2 separate regions of the Sus scrofa genome follow, and region 2 is linked to region 1. Evidence: chromatin contacts called from public Hi-C data. All regions are on one chromosome and are shown on one strand. Each heading gives the region's core, a stretch centred on a gene start, on an enhancer-like site or on the middle of the called end of the contact. The rest is flanking DNA. Distances are from core to core; before and after follow the strand shown.

Region 1 (3,815 bases), core at 937-3,436:
TTTTTTTTTTTTGTCTCTGCCTTTTCTAGGGCCGCTTCCTGCAGCATATGGAGGTTCCCAGGCTAAGGGTTGAATCAGAGCTGTAGCCACCTGCCTACAGCAGAGCCACAGCAACGTGGGATCTGAGCCGCATCTGCAACCTACACCACAGCTCATGGCAACACTGGATCCCTAACCCACTGAGCAAGGCCAGGGATCGAACCCGCAACCTCATGGTTCCTAGTCGGATTCGTTAACCACTGCACCACGGGAACTCCAGATGTCATTTTTATTCTGCCGTTCTTGGACATCCCGGTGTTAAAAGGCCTTGGGAGAGTTGGGCCACAGTGGGGATCCTGGAGTGTTGGGGGTGGGGCTGGCTCTGGGTTGCTGGCTTTATTTTCAGATGTCCCTCTCATCTAGTCCTGGGTGTGCTTAGTTCGAACCCTGCTAGACTGACCTTTGGCATACACATGAACTCTCATTTCTGGGAGTGCGACAGCAGCAGATGCATAACACACTTCTGAGCACCTTTTGTATACCTGATAACTTAGGAGGTTTTTTCACATTGTTCCCTTTTTATTCTCTCCTAACCCTATGAGATTAAAAATTTATAGTTTGTACTGTGGAAGCTGAGGCCCTGAGGAAGGTAAGCTGATCCCAGGACACAGGGCTGGGCTGGCTTGGGACCTAGATCAGGGTTTGGGATCTTTAGTTCCATGCCTAGAGGCAGTCTGTTTACTGCCCCATTAGCCCTTCTGCTCATCCAGAAAGTGAAACTGGGTTTTTGTTTTTGTTTTTTTAAAGCGTAAAAGCATAAATCCCACAAACTGAGTCAGGCTGTTCAGTCATTCCAGCCTCATTCAGCCCTAGGAGGGAAGTATTTATATCCCATTTCTTAGGATGGTGTCATTTTACAGGAAACAGAAGTTAAGGATCTTGCTCCTTCGTGCCCTTATCTTTGCAGTGTTTAATCCTCAGAATTATGCCACCAATCCAGTGCCTTCGAGCGAGCTGTGCTAGTAAGGAATGTGACTAAGAGACAGCCTGCTAGACTAGTTAGTAGCCATGCCTTAAGGCCTGGAAAACTGCTCTGAAGATAGTTTGACTTAACTTGGTCACCTGGCTGAAAAGGCAGCCTTGGAGTCCCTCACTCCTTTCCTGGCTAATAATAGTGTGGGCTGTCAGACCTCATGCAGGGGTCATGAGACTGTCCCCTGGCCCTCAGCAGAGAGTGGCTTGGTCCCTGTTGGGGGTGGGGGGGCAGCAGGATCCTTTCAAGCCCAGCCCTCAGCCTCTCCCGCCCCCACCCCTTCCCTCCAGCCTTGGCTGGGACCACAGTCTCCTCCTCACCAGCCCTCTCCTTTCCCTCCAGAGAGAAGGGTGCCTTGGAAGGAAGGAGGCGTGCCCTGGGATGGGCCTGAGCTGTGTCTCTAGTGAGAAGAGGCCGTGCTGAGAATAACCTCCTTGCTTTGTCCTTTGACTTTGGTGGGGCCCTCCCGGCCAAGCATGTGCTGTCATGCTATTTTTAGCAGGTAGGATCCTTTAGGAGGGCCAAGTTCGAGCGGCTTCAGTGTACAGGGCAGGGCCTGGTGCCGAAGCTGTTGCATCTCCTAATCAGGGGAGGAAGGAGGATAAAGCCACTGTAGAGATTGTCATGTGGTGTGAGTGGCCGCCTGAGAGGTCCCTGGGGACTGCCTTTTCTATCGGGCCCTGCCGCAGGGGCCCAGCCCAGCCTCCTGGGCCAGCCAGGCGTGTGACCAAGGCCGCCCAGGGAGCGGGCACTCCTAGGTCGGGACTGCTGTCCTAGGCAAGGGCGACCCGGCAGTGGGCGACCCGGCAGCCAGTTTCTCAGGAAATCGCATCATCCCACTTTCATGGGAAGTCAGCCCGCCTGAGGGTAGGCCCCTAAAATCTCTGTCAAACCGTGGATCCTTGGCAGCCTGCTAACTTCTAGCTTAAGCCAAGATAAAACCTTGGGAGGAGGCACACCCTGGCACCCCGTGGGAATTCGTACCCAGGAGCCCTGAGGGTGAGGGGATGAAAAAGGAGATTGACAAGCTCTGTTCCTCACCCTCACCAGCATCTTTTCTCCCCCGCCCCCTTTTTTTTGTTCCTTCTTTCCTCTCACTTGGAGCTGCCTACTCCAGCCCATCTCTCTGTTTCTGATTAAGAAAGCTTCGAGCCATATAAGGTCCTCTGTGGCCTATGGTTTATGTTGGCTAGAGAGCAAGGTTGTTTTTGCAAAGTCTGATTCAAAGAGGTGACAAGGGCTTCTGTGGGACTGTGTGTGTCTGTCCTCCGTCTCCCCCTACCCCCACCCCCCCAGTGTGGGTGAACCTGTTTGTTCCTCCAGGTTCTTAGCCTTTAGCACCTGGTTCCTGCCCAGTGATGCTGGGGAGTGGTTTCTCTGGCAGCAGCCCTCCAGCCTCATCTTTGCTTCCCCTTCTGTCCCTTGAGTCAGCTGGGCTTGTTCCTGCCGCAGGACTCTGGCTCATCTTCTCCCTGCTGGAACTTTCTCCCCGTCTCCTTTCCCTGTCCGCCCTGATCTTGGCACAGCTGCTCTTCACTGTTCCCTCTGCCGCCACCTCTTCAGAGAAGCCTGCTCTGACCGTTCTGCTAAAGCTCTCCCCTCTCCCAGGCACACTCTACCCAGCCTTTCTCAGCCTAGATTCCTCCTTTAAACTACCCAGCGCCCAAAGTGACCAAGGGACTTTCTCAACTCTACCAACTAGTGCTATTCTGGAAGCACGGGAGTATCATTAATTCGTTCCTTACAGGGGATGCTCAGAACGCAGCCCTCTGAACCTGCTGAGAGAGGCTGCAGGTTTATTGCATTGGTTGCTGCATCTTCCCAGTCCTGTCTTGTTATCTGAAATTGCTCCCTACTCCTCCCTCCACCTTTGCCCTGAGGACTTCCGCCCCACCTCCCGCCCCCATCTCCAGTGCACCCTGGCTCACCGTGGGCATGAAAAATCTTTATTAAGTGGCCATCCCTGATGGGTCCTGAGACTGGAAGCTGTCTAGACCTCGGGGGGGCGGGCAGGGAGAACAAATGCCTTGTCTCTGAAGGGTCTAGCTGTCAGTAGGCATCTCTTTGTGATGGTTACTTACCATGTGTCAGTAAGCACGTGGGGGTCTCTGAAACAAGATTGATACCAGTTATAATGGGAAAAATGAAGCATTACATTTATGCATAAATGAACTGATGCTAATACATGTTTATGATGATGGCTCTCTGTAAGAGAGCATCCACTGTGCTTAATCTTTAGGAATGGATTGACTTCCTTCTTTTTTTTTTTTTCTTTTTTGGCTGCCCCGTGGCATATGGAGTTCTGGGGCCAGGGATTGAATCCGAGCCACAGTGGTAACCTAGGCCACAGCCGCAGCAACTCCAGATCATGAACCCACTGTGCCAGGCGGGGGATCCAACCTGCATCCTAGCGCTCCCAAGATGCTGCCAATCCCACTGTGTCACAGTGGGAACTCCAAGAGTGTGTTAACTTTTTTTTTTGTCTTTTTCGGGCCACATCCACAGCATGTGGAGGTTCCTAGACTAGGGGTCGAATTGGCGCTGTAGCTGCCGGCCTGTGCCACAGTCACGGCAACGCCAGATCCAAGCCATGTCTGCAGCCTACACCACAGCTCACGGCAATGCTAGATCCTTAACCCACTGAGGGAGGCCAGGGATCGAACCCGCGTCCTTATGAAGACCAGTCAGATTCATTTCCGTGGAGCCGTGATGGGAATGCCTGTATTAACTTTTTATCAAAGCGTTGTTTGTAGAAAGATTTGAGTTTTTACTCTGCTGAGGTTTGAAAGAACAGTCCTTTGCC
Region 2 (3,815 bases), core at 733-3,232, 840 kb after region 1:
GTGCCAAGAAAATATACCGAAGTGGCCTTACGGGAGAGGGTCCCACCTCATCAAGGGGGTCAAAAGACCCCTCGAGGCCAAGGATCGTACCCTCCTCAACAATGTTTCAGGCTCCCTGGGGAGGCTCCTAGGCTGTCAGCAATTTGCAAAAAAGGTCAGTGCAGATCATTTGGGAAGGCATTTGTGCAGGCCTGGCCTAAGACATGTGGACTTCCGCCAAGCCTGTAGTTTTTAAAAACACACACTGTCTTCACCCTTGATAAATAGCAGCCAGCCTACAGAAATATTTCCATTACATCCCAAAGCCTGCTTGCCACCACAACTCATTGAAAAGGATGTTTCCAATTTGAGGAAAACTCAACAAAAACATCGAAAAACACCCCAACCTTCCCAGCAGAGGTAACCAGTCTGGCACTTAGGAAACCTCTAAACACTAGTCAGGGATATTTGCGGATACAAATTATTTGGTAAACCTATGCCCTCATGCCCAACGTCTAACTATATCTAATAAATGGACTGAGCCCATTTCTTCCAGCTCTGTTATGAACATTCATTCATGAAAAGATTTCCACACCATGGAGTTCCCATTCATGGCGCAGCAGAAACGAAGCCGACTAGGAGCCATGAGGTTGCGGGTTCGATCCCTGGCCTCGTTCAGTGGGTTCAGGATCTGGCATTGCCGTGAGCTGTGGTGTAGGTCACAGACACGGCTCAGATCTGATGTTGCTATGGCTGTGGTGTAGGCTGGCAGCTGTAGCTCCGACGGGACCCCTCGCCTGGGAACCTCCATATGTCGCAGGTGCAGCCCTAAAAAGCAAAAAAAAAAAAAAAAAAAAAGATTTCCACCCAAGAACTTTCATCAGTGCTCTCTGTGTACTGTAAGACTGTGATGAAATCCTCCACTAACTAGCCACATGATTTTATAAAAAGATGACAATAACAACAATGACAACAACAGTAGCAGCAGCTAACATTTATTGAGAACTCGCAATTTGCCAAGCACTGTGCTTGGGGCTGAATAAGTATTTGACTCTCATTAGCAATCTTGAGGGAATATTATTATTTCCCATCAGGAAACTAAGACTCAGAGAGAGTGAGTAACCTGTCCCAAGAACAAAGCAGCAACCAGCAAGGGTGGATTCAAACACAGGCAATCCTACTCGGAGATCTTAACTACATACCACAGGTCTTGGCAAGGTGCTTAATGACCCAGGACCAGAAATTCCTCTAGGAGCAGGCTGGATGATCTTCAAAACCCTTTTCAGCTTTAAAATTCAGAAATTCTCTCTTTCCAAAATAAAATGAATGTATGCCTTCAAGAAATAAAATGCAACGATGCTTTAGCACTGCGGAGGTGGGACGAAACATCTGTGTCTGCCGCACCCAGATCCACGCAGGGGAGGAAAAGTGCTGATTTTCCTGGATAATGATGCCCTGTGCAACCACCAGACCGGCCCCAAACTGTCTCAGGGAAAATGACAGCCTGAAGACAGCATCTTAGAGGATGCGCCAACTTGCAAAGGTCTGCAAGTTCTCAACTATCAGCTCTAAACCTCATTTGTCTTTTTTTTTTTTTTTTCCCTTAAGGAAACGCAAATGCCAGAAGACATGAGTTTTAAGGAAACCAGTGTATGATGTGTGTAGGCTTCGTGGCACACTTACACCTGCCTTTCCTCACGGCTCTGCATCTGCTCATGGGAAACGCCCCTCACCCAGGTAATGTGTTTGACAGCTTCCCTGGGACCTCCCCGCCCATAGCTCGGTGGTGGTCTGTGACGGGCTGGGGTTTTGCGTAGGAATACCTGCTGATACCTTCCTACCCTGCGTCCCGGTCTGCAGACACTCAGCTGCTCAATGGCTGCCTTTCCCCGACTCCATCTCTGACTCATCTTCCTCCTCTTCCCGCTCAGCACAGGAGTTCCCTACCCATCCACCTTGCCACTGGCCGACGCAGCCAATGGTGAGACTCTCCCAGCTCACCCCTCCTCTCTCGGGCTCTCGCTCCCTCTCCCTCTCCCTCCCTCCCCGCCTCTCTGCTCCTGGTACAGCCTGAAACCGAAACTAACCTCAGACCTGAACAAAGTGAAATCATTTCCTCCGCCTGATCACCTGACAAGACCACAGACAATCAGGAGACCTCATGGACCTCACGAGAGCTCCGGATCCAGCCGGCTGGTCACCGGAGAGCAACAGAGTCTGCAGATGCCCTCCTGGAACCCCACGCTTCCCTAGTGAACAGGGGAGGAGGAAGCAAGAGATCCTCCACAGTGTTTTCTGCTGCTGCTTTTCTTTAATTTGCACCAGGCAATTTAAATTCACCCCAGGAAGCAGAGTTCACCACTAGTATTTTATTTATTTGGATTTTTTTTTTTTTTTTTTTTTTTTTTTTTGGCTGCACCCAGGGCATGTGGAAGTTCCAGGGCTGGGGACCGAACCCATGCCACAGCAGCAACCCAAGCCACGGCAGTGACAATGCCAGATCCTTAACCCAGTATTTTTTGCCTTTTGTCTTTTTAGGTCCAAAACCACAGCATATGGAGGGTCCCAGGCTAGGGGTTGAATTGGAGCTGTAGCCACTGGCCTACACCACAGCCACAGGAATGCCAGATCCGAGCCACGCCTGCCCCCTACACCACAGCTCACGGCAATGCTGGATCCTTAACCCACTGATGGAGGCCAGAGATCAAACCTGAAACCTCATGGTTACTAGTAGGATTCGTTTCCCCTGGGCCACACCAGGAACTCCAGCTCATTCTTAATCAGATTCTCTTCCGAAAAGCAAGCCTTGTTCCCTTCTATTTCTAGGACACATGCTTTTCCTAAATTTGAAAAATGCAGCCACAGGAGTTCCCATCGTGGCACAGCAGAGGCGAATCCGACTAGGAACCATGAGGTTGCGGGTTCGATCCCTGGCCTCGATCACTGGGTTCAGGATCTGGCGTTGCTGTGAGCTGTGGTGTAGGTTGCAGACACGGCTCGGAATCCAAGTTTCTGTGGCTGTGGTGTAGGCCGGCAGCTGTAGCTCTGATTTGACCCGTAGACTGGGAACCTCCATGTGCCGCAGGTGCAGCCCTAACAAGCAAAAAATAAAAATAAAAAAATCTTCCATCACGGTCTACCCCGAGAGACTGGATATAGTTCCCTGTGCTATACAGTAGGACCACATTGCTCATCCATTCTAAATGTTTGGCTCATTATTCAATGGATGAGTTACTTACAGTGATGGGCATTCTTCAGTCACTTCAACAGTAAAATAAGGGGTTAGGCAGATTTGAGCAATGTCCCAGCTCAAAAATTCCAGCTCCTTTTCCCCTCCCATCGCTGAGCTGACACAGATCTTGAGGGGCCTCTACTTCTTCCTGTCTCCAGATGAAACCACTTAAACCACCAAGACAAATGGAACTTGTTCCCATTTCTAAAGACCTTCGGGGATGGCCGTTTCCCTTGGCTCCTGTGAGTCACTCGTCCTCGCATCTCGCATCCCATCTGGAATGTTTTCCTTAGTTGAGTCCTTCCTCTACAGTTTCCATTCATTCGCCTCTGGTTCTGCTTCTAAGTGAATCACTGTGTTCTGAGCAATCACTCTTACAAGATTTTTATTCCTCTTTCAGCATGTTCACTGCAGGCCTTTACGGGAGGTGACTATGAAAAACCACAAAGACATCGAGGAAGCCAACTAAGGCAAGGGTGCTGCAGGACCCAGAAAATTCAACCCTGGGGTTCTACTCGGAGTTCACAGTGCAGGAGACTGGCACACCTGTGACCAGATCAAAAAGCCAGGAGACAGCGGCCACCGTTACCTCCCTCAAATCAAG

The links. Hi-C and Micro-C count contacts between places; a contact is called where the count stands out from the background.
Region 2: a contact with region 1 is called in a Hi-C map of skeletal muscle, with 7 times the contacts expected there. The contact joins two enhancer-like sites. A contact is called at or near these places in 1 of 47 Hi-C or Micro-C datasets (skeletal muscle) and 1 of 2 datasets of contacts at active chromatin or transcription factors (skeletal muscle).

The regions. Positions count from the first base shown.
Region 1 is chr12:33,381,590-33,385,404 of Sscrofa11.1, forward strand. No RefSeq gene overlaps it. Among named protein-coding and RNA genes, the nearest start is that of AKAP1, 13 kb to the right of the region's middle. Within about 2 kb of position 2,187, at least 45 of the 83 cell types and tissues checked have an H3K27ac peak or open chromatin away from gene starts, as enhancers often do. A contact at or near this core is called in skeletal muscle, where this site is marked.
Region 2 is chr12:34,220,484-34,224,298 of Sscrofa11.1, forward strand. No RefSeq gene overlaps it. Among named protein-coding and RNA genes, the nearest start is that of VEZF1, 41 kb to the right of the region's middle. Within about 2 kb of position 1,983, at least 65 of the 83 cell types and tissues checked have an H3K27ac peak or open chromatin away from gene starts, as enhancers often do. A contact at or near this core is called in skeletal muscle, where this site is marked.